Regions from separate parts of the Dromaius novaehollandiae genome. Here region 1 is linked to region 2. The links are chromatin contacts, called in public Hi-C maps. All regions are on one chromosome and are shown on one strand. Each heading gives the region's core, a stretch centred on a gene start, on an enhancer-like site or on the middle of the called end of the contact. The rest is flanking DNA. Distances are from core to core; before and after follow the strand shown.

Evidence for each region. Hi-C and Micro-C count contacts between places; a contact is called where the count stands out from the background.
Region 1: a contact with region 2 is called in a Hi-C map of brain, with 8 times the contacts expected there. The contact joins the enhancer-like site here to the promoter of MEGF11 in region 2. A contact is called at or near these places in 3 of 4 Hi-C or Micro-C datasets (brain, liver and ovary).

What each region holds. Positions count from the first base shown.
Region 1 is chr10:3,105,344-3,110,679 of bDroNov1.hap1, reverse strand. It overlaps MEGF11 (multiple EGF like domains 11), which reads right to left. Exons shown (of 27, transcript XM_064517860.1): 19 at 3,209-3,337; 20 at 2,386-2,514. Among named protein-coding and RNA genes, the nearest start is that of RAB11A, 53 kb to the left of the region's middle. Within about 2 kb of position 3,214, at least 1 of the 2 cell types and tissues checked has open chromatin away from gene starts, as enhancers often do.
Region 2 is chr10:2,836,985-2,842,451 of bDroNov1.hap1, reverse strand. It overlaps MEGF11 (multiple EGF like domains 11), which reads right to left and starts at 2,000. Exons shown (of 27, transcript XM_064517860.1): 1 at 1,365-2,000. It overlaps DIS3L (DIS3 like exosome 3'-5' exoribonuclease), which reads left to right and starts at 3,120. Exons shown (of 17, transcript XM_064517857.1): 1 at 3,120-3,347. The coding sequence starts at 3,218.

The DNA of each region.
Region 1 (5,336 bases), core at 1,965-4,464, 270 kb before region 2:
AAAAGTCTCCCTGGTTTCAGTGTGGCTAGGATAACACCCATAGTATTACATTATTATTTTAAAGCAGGAGATAAATGTGCCTCATTCACAGTTTGGGGTACTACTTATTAAGCTGTAACCTCCTTTCTGGAAAAGTCATACAAGACTTCATAAGGATGAAATCAATAATACATACAGAAACTTAAGAAGACTCGATATGTATTTCAAAGGTAGAGAACTAAATAGAGCATAAAGTCAGAAGTTGTAGACAGCATCTTGAAAGAGCATAGCATTCTCCAAGTTGGCAGATTTTTTCATTGGGGGTTGCAAATGTAATTTTTAATGTACATTTATATGCAACACAATATACTTTTACCATGGAAGCCCACATACTTTCAGAATTATCTCCACTAGGGCTGGAACATGAATACAGCATTGTAGATGGAATTAGAGAACTGAGCATCTGCATGATTTGGTTTGCTCTGCTTCTGTATTAGGATTCCTGTATTTCTATCACAGACAAAATGATTGAATGTCCAACCGAGAAACTTATTCATACAATTACCATGATGGGCTATTACAATAAATCTGTCCGCAACTTGCTAAATTTCTTGAGGCAATATTCAATAACAAATTGAAAGAAACAACTTTTGGCAACTCCTATTTCTTTCCATAGAGAAGAGACTTTATTGAATGTCATTTGCTATGTTTCTTTGGAATATAAGCAATGGACATCAGCCAGTGCCTGTATAATGTTTTGCATTATAAAATTAAATATAAAGTTATGTCTCTTTCTTATATATGCAGATTTCCAAATGAGGAAAAATAAAAATTTTTCAATCAATGCTCAGTCTGATATTAACCTGCAGCATACTTCAAATGAAGAAGGCCTAAATTTTTGGAATGCACCACAGAAATGATGTCTGCATTTAGGCATTTCATCTGAAACGCAGTATGACTGCCATCCAGCAGGATTCAAAGGAGAAGGAAGGCTTAATGAAGAGATACTTTTAGATTAAAGAGTAGAAAAGCAAATAAATACATTGATGGAAGAGAAAACCTTAGGCTTTGTAGATAAGTCAAAGTATACATGTAGCTTATGGTATAAAATCTGCTATGATGCAGTCCTACCACAGGACTTTTTGCATTCCTGCTCTCTGCATGGCTGCAGTAAGGACGTATGCAACGCAACAGTAAGTTGGTCACTTACAGAGGTGGCATATATAATGCCCACATGAGCATGCAAACTTGTTCCTGAGCCACATACTTTACTGAGTGCAAGGATGTGCAAACACAAAAGATGTTTATGAATTTTTTTATATATACAGCTAAAGATCCATGTAGTAAGCTACAGTTAAGAAGCTCTGAGGCAGGCCTTTTATTTGCAAATTCAGCAGGAATGTTATTGTATTACCCTACTGCCAAAAAAAAAAAAGAAAAAACCAACCTGTGGAACTAATGCCATGGTAAGGTGAGATGAATTTCACCCTCTGTTTGGAGTCAAAGTAAGTGTGTGAGAATTTTCTTTTGATTTACTGCATTAGACAAACAAGTAATTATTCAGCTACAGCGCATACAGTTCCACTACCCAGATTCTTCGTTGTTAAAGGAAGCTGTTTGGCACAGCATGCTAAATATACCAGCAAGACATTGACAGCAATTACAATAAGATATGCTGGTATCCTTGCATAGGTAACCCAAGCCCATTCTCCTCACTGCATCACTACTGAAGTTAAACGTACATCCTTCCAAAACTGATAAACAACTTCTGTTTCCTTGATCTGTTTTCACCGTAAACGAACCCCAGCCGAGGGGTGCTCAGCTCTTCGGCCCGCAGGCCCCTGCGTGGCCCTGCAGGTCCAGCTGGGTGATCTGCATTCCAGCGGACGGATGCAGTTGCAGGTAGCGTTTGGAAAAGATTAGTTATTATCTTTAGTAATGCTAGTAGAAGCCAAGCAGTACATGCTCGGTGCATCAAGGCGAGATGTACAATTTATTGGAACTTCAATGGGGTGAGGGTGAAAAACAAAAATGCATGAAACAGGAAGCCCATATTCCAGTCCAGGAATCACTGGATATGATTCTCCCACCCTGTCCCCGGAAAGGCTGATTCTTCCATCTCTCCCAATGGAGCATGAAACTGGCCGTGACATCCTGAATAAAGCAAAGAAACTCACAGCAACAGTCAGATACAAACGCTTCCCTGGACCACACGCAATACCGACTTGCATCTGAGAGTCCTTCCTCTGGGGAACCCATTTGTGATGCCACACATAGGATATGCTGATTTGAGAAAATCTCCTTCAAGTTTAATTGTGAACAGTTTAGGTCTATTATTTCTGCAAGGAATTCTGAAAGAAAGCCCCCACAGGAGAAATGCAAAAATGAAGCAATGTTGCTACTTACTTTGCTCGCACTGTTTGCCTGTAAATCCCGTCCTGCATGTGCATTGCCCCGTGATGTGGTCGCAGTCTGCTCCGTTCTGACACTGACAAACATTGGCACAGTTTTTTCCATAAAAAGCTGCCGGGCAACCTTTCAGGAATTAGAATAAGGAAACACTAAGAAATAAACTGAAACGCAAACTCAGATACATTAACCGCACAAAATATGTAGGCCTATAAACCTGTGTATTTTCAGCCTCTGTATATTTAATAACATTTATTTGATCATCCAAATGCAGAGATACTATGACAGCCAATTTTCTTGAAGTAGTGTTTCTCATATCTTACAGAATTGCCTCTTAAGTGTTTCAGAAAAAAGCAAGTTTGACCCATCTATACAAACTGCATTTTCAAGAAGTGAAAGAAGATGGCTAAACAGAAACTGCCTTAAAGGCCAAATATCAATCAATTACTTGCAAATGAGAGGGCTCCCCAGAATTTGATCTCCTCTTTCATACAGGGCTGATAATTTGGCCCCAGTAGGACCAAAAATTTTCCTACATCAGATCTCACATAGCGAGGCTTTCACAAGCAGGGACAACGCCTGGGACAAATTACGACAATGAATCTATAATCTAAATAATCGATTCCTCCTTCACTGAGTGGAAACGGCATAAAAAAAACTCGAAAAGCTTCAGGGCTATTTTCTCCACGATGACAGAAGTTATTCACAAGCACTAGGCGGGTGGTTTAGCAGGCAGGACTGCAATATTTGGAACAGACACGAGGTAGCAGCACACACTTTGACAGATTCCCTGGCAGAATAGTGTCTGGGAAAGGCTTACGCTGAGTGCAGTAGAGCCCAGTCCAACCATGAGTACATCTGCATTCTCCATCGTAAGGGCTGCACATTGCTCCGTTGTGGCAGTTGCATGAATGAAAGCAATCAGGACCCCAAAAGCCAGTGGGACAAGCTAGGAAAATAAAAAAGATTTGTCAGCTGACAAAAAAGCAATGATACCGCATTGGTGCTGCGGAGGAACAGCAATAAAGACAGAACCTGGGAGACCCCAGCAAAGGCAGAACTTCGCATTGCAGAGCTTAGCATCGCCGCAGCAATTTCCCGGCGAAGAGCGCTTCTCCCGAGCCAATCGCTGCTTTGCCCTGTCAGGTTGCAAACCTGCAGCCTGACCCCAGCTGTCAAACCCTGGCCCAAGTACTTTTCTCCCCACGTAGATCAGATTGCAAGATCGGGTGCCTATGTGCACCGGGAGCCACTGAAACAGTGACCCTTGACAGTGCATTACTCTAAGTGCTCTATCCACTCTCCCTGCCTTCCTGGCATTATCTGTGAAGACAATCTAGACAGGGTTTTAAGATATGGAAGTAATTTAATTTTCTTTTTGATATTCCGGAATTCTTGCATAATAAAGTACAGCTATTCATGGTTTACATTTGCTATGCAATCAACTACTAAAATTACCACATTCATTTGAAGTATAGAGCGCCACTCAGATTACGTAAAAATGTAAAGAAAACTTATTATCAGTATGAATTCCCATCCACAAAATCAGATTGCTTTTGTTGATGGGGCTAATATTAAATTAAAATCTCCAGGTCTATTATATAGTTCAACAAGTACAATATTAATACATTTTCAAAAGTTATTTTAAGCCACCCTCCAAAAGTGAATGCAGTAAGTTACACAGTTATTAGTGCCAGACTAAAAGATCCAAAATGATGATAACCCTTCAATATAACAACTATATTTTTGCTTTAAAAAGCACTTTCCATTGCTTCCTATTAAAGACATGAATTAATAAGGCATGGTTCCCAGGAAACCTGAAAGTACAGAAACAGTGCCTATTTCGATGCGTGCCATTGGCTCCAGTTCTGACGATAAATGCAAGTTTCTGGCATATGACAGACATATCTAAAGCCAAAATGAATAGCAAAAATTCTGCCATGACGTAAATCAAACAAAAGGTCACTGAACTCACACAATATCAATCTGAACAGGATTTGGCCTAAAGTATTTGTGCTACAAGCAACCCGAAATGCTTCAACAATGCCTTTGTACGCAAGAGCTGCAGGGTCTGTGAATATCTCCAGGACTGGCTCTGGAATTGGAGCTAAAATTATTTCCTTTGCAGCTCCATCTCTCGGTCATCCCAGGTTAACCGGTGCACAGAACGGCTTGACCGAAAAAGCTCTGGTATGCTAGGCCAGGTACCGGCAGGGGCCGGGCATGAGGCCAGGTTCGTGGTGGGAGATGTACAGTTCCCTTACAAGGAGGTAACTGAGGAAACAGTGAGGTTCCTACTTTGTGAGTCCAAAATACAAAGTAGCTATCACCACATCCTTCTGGCTAAATTGGAAATTGTTGCTGTTGAACCGGCCTGCCTCACTCAGCAAGCGAAAAACTCATTTTTTTTCAAGGTTAACAGAAACTAACCGTCATTTCCCAATTACATGGCTAAATATAATGAGGAATCTGTGCAGCTTTCTATCTTTTTTTTTTCCCCCCTTTTTTTTTCTGAGTGACAGCAATATTCTGCCTGTGGAAGACACACAATAAAAGCAAAATTACAGCCGTCTGTTTTTATCCGATTCCTACTTTATCACTTGAAGTTTAATATATTTTACTCTGGAATGATGTCTAATATGCTAGTTGTATCCTGAATATGAAGTAACATTTCTGAATGATAGGATATTGCTTCCCTCTGTGATCTATCTTCAATTAAGGGATGCTCTCAGGAAATGACACTTTGGGATCAGCATATGCCAATCTTCTACCTGGGCAATTTTCAAGAAGAAATCCTGCATCCCTTCAAGCCCACATTGACTTTTACTATTAAATTACACTTAATAGAAATATTTCAGCTGCCTAATTTCTCAATTCTGTGGGCTTGGTACATGAAAACATTTTCTGGTTAATAATTTCTAATGTAATAGCTGAAAGAAAATGATTTC
Region 2 (5,467 bases), core at 751-3,250:
GACACTCAGAGAAGGAAATATTCAGGAGGAAATTTATGTCTCACTGCTTTGCAGCTGTGCTGCACTCCACCTTCATTATTCAACATGTAATGACATCTTCTAATACTGTATTTTAAAACATTTTAGCAGTTTTTTAAAACAATTATGGATGATCTTGTTATCCTGAAAGTTTTGGCTCTCCCTGCACCTTCACCCTGTAGAAACTTCTTGCCACGTATAAAATCAATTCCCAGATGAGTATGAAAATCTGTCTCAAATCTCACTAGGCCAAACTCAATTGTTAGATGAGGTGTAAATAACTCTTTTTGGCTTTACCAACTCAACTCTGAACTGACTTTTACTTGTAAGAGAATGCTCTTGGAAAGGGGTGGGAAGGGGAGAAAGGGTAAGAATTTTAAAAATTGCCCATTTTAGAAATAAGCAGGCAGCTACTCAGTAGTATCAGCAGTGCATGAACTTAACCAAAGGTCTTGCATTTCTATGAAGCTGAACAAATTAGAGCAGTGCTCTCCAACACTTTCATTTAATTAACCTTGATTTTATTGCAGTCAGTGAATGACACTGAGTAGCCCCGCAGATCTGCGTTCTTCACTATGTCACAGCAATCAGCAGCTACAGCATTCCAAACTGAATTCAGTGACTTTTCTCTCAAATGTTATCTTTTTCATCCCTTTTCTGTCACCACCGATTATTTCATCTTTGTTCGTACTGTACAAGAGCTCTATCATTTTGGTCTCCATCCTCCCCCCACCCTGCTTACATAATATGTCTAAAATCATCCTGACTAACAAAAACAAGTCTACACTTTGGACGTCTCTCACCAAGCTATACCACCTCCTCCTCCTCGTATGTTTGAGGACTTGGCTTCTGAAAATCAGTTTCTTACAGATGGTACTTCCATTTCCTGGCACCAATTGGTTACTTTCAAGTATTAGTCATTGAAGATACACGTTTTATAAAACATGTGAAAAATAAGCAATAGAACAAACAGGGACATAAAGTGAAACACTGCCTTGGTTCTTTCTCAATCTTTCTTCTCGTAAGATAAATACTAGATAGCTTACACCATGTATTTATGCTCAAGCGAGGTTACGACATATGCAGTTCTGAGAAAGTATTACTGCTTTTTTATATTCAGAATAATCATCCCCCAATACGTCACACTAACATCACTGCAGCCTCACATACAGAGTGCTGACTCAGAAAAAGTGAATAGCATTCGTGACCCTGCCACTGCTTTTGTTTGATCATGCACAAGCACTTTACCTTTCAGGGCCTCAGTCTTTCCCTTTGTAAAATGTAAAAAATAAAACTGATCTCTATACTATTATTTGACTTGGGGCTTTTGTGCACTCCTCACTCACCCTAGCCACGTTCCCCACCTCAGCACCCCGGGTGCTGGGAGGCGACCACACGAAACGAGGCGATCTGAGAAATGGACCCGGGGCTGTGCCTGGAAGAGGTTATGGAAGACCATGATGGTTCACACATGCATTTATGCAGGACTACGGTTTAGGTACAGCAAGACAGCCTCTTCTCGTTCTTCCTGGACAGAGGAACAGAAAAATTCACCATGTATCTTCACCACCCTCAGGCCACACACTCCTAACAGAGGGCAGATTCTTCCCACTTGCCTTCCATGAGACGCCCCAGCCACTTTTTCAGCCTTTCCTCCACAGGCCCAAATCCCCTCGGTTTTACCTCACTGAGAGGGAACCTAACACCCCTGTTCACCCAGCCGCACCACGCAGGGCTCTAACGAAGCTCAGCCCTGGCCGGGCTCCCCCTCAGCGCTGCTCCCAGCTCGACCTCGAGGCTCCCGCATCCCCTCAGTCCCCAGCCCCGGCTCCCAAACTCGCTCCAGCCTGTCCCAGCCCCTCAGAACCGCCCTCAGGGGCAGCCCCGGCTCGCTCCCGCCTTTCCCCTCAGGGCCGCCCTGGTTCCCTCGGCTCGCTCCTGCCCCTCCCTCAGGGCCGCCCCGGCTCCCTGGGCTCGCTCCCGCCTCTCCCCTCAGGGCTCCCTCAGCTCGCTCCCGCCTCTCCCCTCAGGGCGGCCACAGCTCCCTCAGCTCGCTCCCGCCTCTCCCCTCAGGGCCGCCCCGGCTCGCTCCCGCCCCTCCCTCAGGGCCACCCCGGCTCCCTGGGCTCGCTCCCGCCTCTCCCCTCAGGGCGGCCCCAGCTCGCTCCCGCCTCTCCCCTCAGGGCGGCCATAGCTCCCTGGGCTCGCTCCCGCCTCTCCCCTCAGGGCCGTCCAGGCTCACTCCTGCCTCTCCCTCAGGGCGGCCCCGGCTTCCTGGGCTCGCTCCCGCCTCTCCCTCAGGGCTCCCTCAGCTCGCTCCCGCCTCTCCCCTCAGGGCGGCCACAGCTCGCTCCCGCCTCTCCCCTCAGGGCGGCCCCAGCTCGCTCCCGCCTCTCCCCTCAGGGCGGCCCCAGCTCGCTCCCGCCTCTCCCCTCAGGCCTCCCTCAGCTCGCTCCCGCCTCTCCCCTCAGGGCCGCCCCGGTTCCCTCAGCTCGCTCCCGCCTCTCCCCTCAGGGCCGCCCCGGCTCCCTCAGCTCGCTCCCGCCTCTCCCCTCAGGGCCGCCCCGGCTCGCTCCCGCCTCTCCCTCAGGTCGGCCCCGGCTTCCTGGGCTCGCTCCCGCCTCTCCCTCAGGGCGGCCACAGCTCGCTCCCGCCTCTCCCTCAGGGCTCCCTGGGCTCGCTCCCGCCTGTCCCCTCAGGGCTCCCTCGGCTCGCTCCCGCCTCTCCCCTCAGGGCTCCCTCAGCTCGCTCCCGCCTCTCCCCTCAGGGCTCCCTCGGCTCGCTCCTGCCTCTCCCCTCAGGGCTCCCTCAGCTCGCTCCCGCCTCTCCCCTCAGGGCCGCCCCGGCTCGCTCCCGCCTCTCCCCTCAGGGCCGCCCCGGCTCGCTCCCGCCTCTCCCTCACGGCCGCCCTGTCCCCTCGGCTCGCTCCCGCCTCTTCCTGAGGGCGGCCCCGGCTCCCTGGGCTCGCTCCTGCCTCTCCCCTCAGGGCAGCCACGGCTCCCTCAGCTCACTCCCGCCTCTCCCCTCAGGGCCGCCCCAGCTCGCTCCCGCCTCTCCCCTCAGGGCCGCCGCTCCTCTCAAGGCCGCCCCGCCGCCTCCCCGCCCCCGAAGGCGGCCCTGCCTCTCACGATCGCCCCGCCTCCCGCGCCATGCGCAGCGGCCGCGGAGCGCCGGGCCTGGTAGAGCGGCCGCCGCCGCGATGCAGCGCACGGAGAAAGTGCTGCAGCTGCGCGGGCAGCAGGGCCGCTCGGTGCGCGTCGTGCGGGAGCACTACCTGCGCGCCGACGTGCCCTGCCGCAGCGCCCTGTGCTGCGCCGCCTGCCCGCGCGGTGAGGGGCTGCGGGCGGCCGCCAGGGCTCCGCGGGGCCGAGGCGGCGGGAGCGGGGGCGCCGGCCGGAGCCCGGGTGCGGCGGGAGGAGGTGGCGGGGCGGGGGGGCACCGAGGCGAAGGCGATCGCTGGGCCGGGCGGGGGCGGCCTGGCAGGACCCGGCGGGAGAGCGGAGCGAGGGGCAGCGAGGAACCGGCTTAAAAGCGGCGGCCGGGGGGGGGGGGGGGGACGCGTTGTGCTGAGCGCGGGGTGAGGAGGGGGCGCGGTGCGGGGTTGGGGGGCGCGGGCCGGCAGAGGACGGAGCGCTCATCGCACCTCCGGCCGCGGCGCCGGGGGGAATCGGGCGGTGCCGGATCAGCGACACAGCGAAAATGCACCTTCAGAGTAAAAATCGGATAAAAAATGAGGTGCTAGGGGGAAAAAAAAGGGTATTGAAAAGAGAAGTTGATACAGGATTTAGCTATTATTATTTCGCTTTTATTATTATTATTTAATGTTGTTACCACTGATCCAAAAATTTTGTGTAAATTCCATCTGTGTGAAAAAAATCTGGTATTATTATTATTGTTATTATTATTTAGCTTTTAACGGTGATAAAAGGCTGAAGGATCGTGCCAGTTTGAAGGGGGGGGAACACCCGTGGTTTTGCACTTCCTTTTTTCAAAAACGCACCAATTCCTGCAGGGCGGTGGTGCATGGTGCGAGTTAAATCCTGTTTCTTGAGTGTTGTTATGGGGCCAAGCAGGTACCTCTGAAACTTTGGTAGTTGGTCCACAGCAGTTAGTTTGGTTCAGCAGTTAAATTTAATTGTCCATGTGGTGCCTGGCCGTCTTGGAAACGCGGAGACTGCTGGCCTCCGTGATCTCTAGCTTTTGCGTTGTTTGTAAAAACATAGTGCAGTGCTATTATGTGCATCACAGACCACCGTGTGGTTGTTCGCTGATACTTCTGTTTTTTTGTTGTTAAATAACACAGTTTATTTGGTGCAAGTAAATAAATGGCAGCTAACACAGCATGTAAGATGTTTAAATCAACTGAATTATCTGCTGGCCTAAGAGAAAAGGCTAAGAATTATAACAGTTTTTCTTCCGAACTGTAGTTGACAGATGTTGTCACTTCTGTTTTGTTTTTAGGTGCCTGCTGAGATGGAGGGCAGCAGTGCAGTGTATTACTGCTATTCAGGATGGCAGGGCAAGGTTGGAGTCACTGCTCTGTAACGGGCCTAGGAGCTGTAGACATGTGTTAGGTATTAATTCCTTTGGTTATGAATTCCCTAAGGATAAGTTATAGGCACATGCCAGACCAAACTCTTGCCTCTCTCTCCATGCCTAACTTCTGGATTTAAATGTAAATTGTGCTGTAATCAGTGTCAGAATACGTCCCTTCGTGATTGTTCTCGGTAACTCAGAAGCGTGGTGAACATTTGTTTTCACTCCTGACTCTTCATGATGTGCTGAGCAGACCTATTTCATGCACTGTGGGAGCCTGCCTGCATAAATCGCATCCACAGATATTTTTAATGGCATGCTGTGCCTAAAGTTACTGTGATCTAGATGTGTATGTTAGGCAAGGATAGCTTAATGTGAGCAGATTGCATGAATCTTCAAGTGATACTTCACTCTTAATCCTCTTCTGAATTATTAACAAAAATTAACTTTGTTATATGTGTTCTGCCATCGTCCCTTATATACCTTCAGCGTGAGATGCAGCCACGTGTCACAATGCAGAATTGTGCCCACTGGATTCACGCTTCTCGGGACTGGAGTTAATAAACCTGACCTGTCAGGATCTGTAGAGTGAATAAAATCTGCCAGCACTATTTTAAGTCCGGCAGTTCAGTGTTTGTAATATCACAAGGGATAAATAGGTGTAGAGAGAAAACGCAGTGGAGATCCCAAGAGAAAAAAGTTTTGCGTAATCTCTGAAGTATCAAAAGCAATTAATTAATTTGGGGGTATGTTTTAAATTTCTTCTGTGATGGGTTTGCTGTGATATTTTGATGGAATATGATTAAGATATGGAGTCTCGTTAGACAGAATTAACTATGATGGTAGTAATTAGATTTGAGAACTTCTCTTTACAATAGCATTGCTTTGCTCCATGCGCACCCTTAGGTGTTTA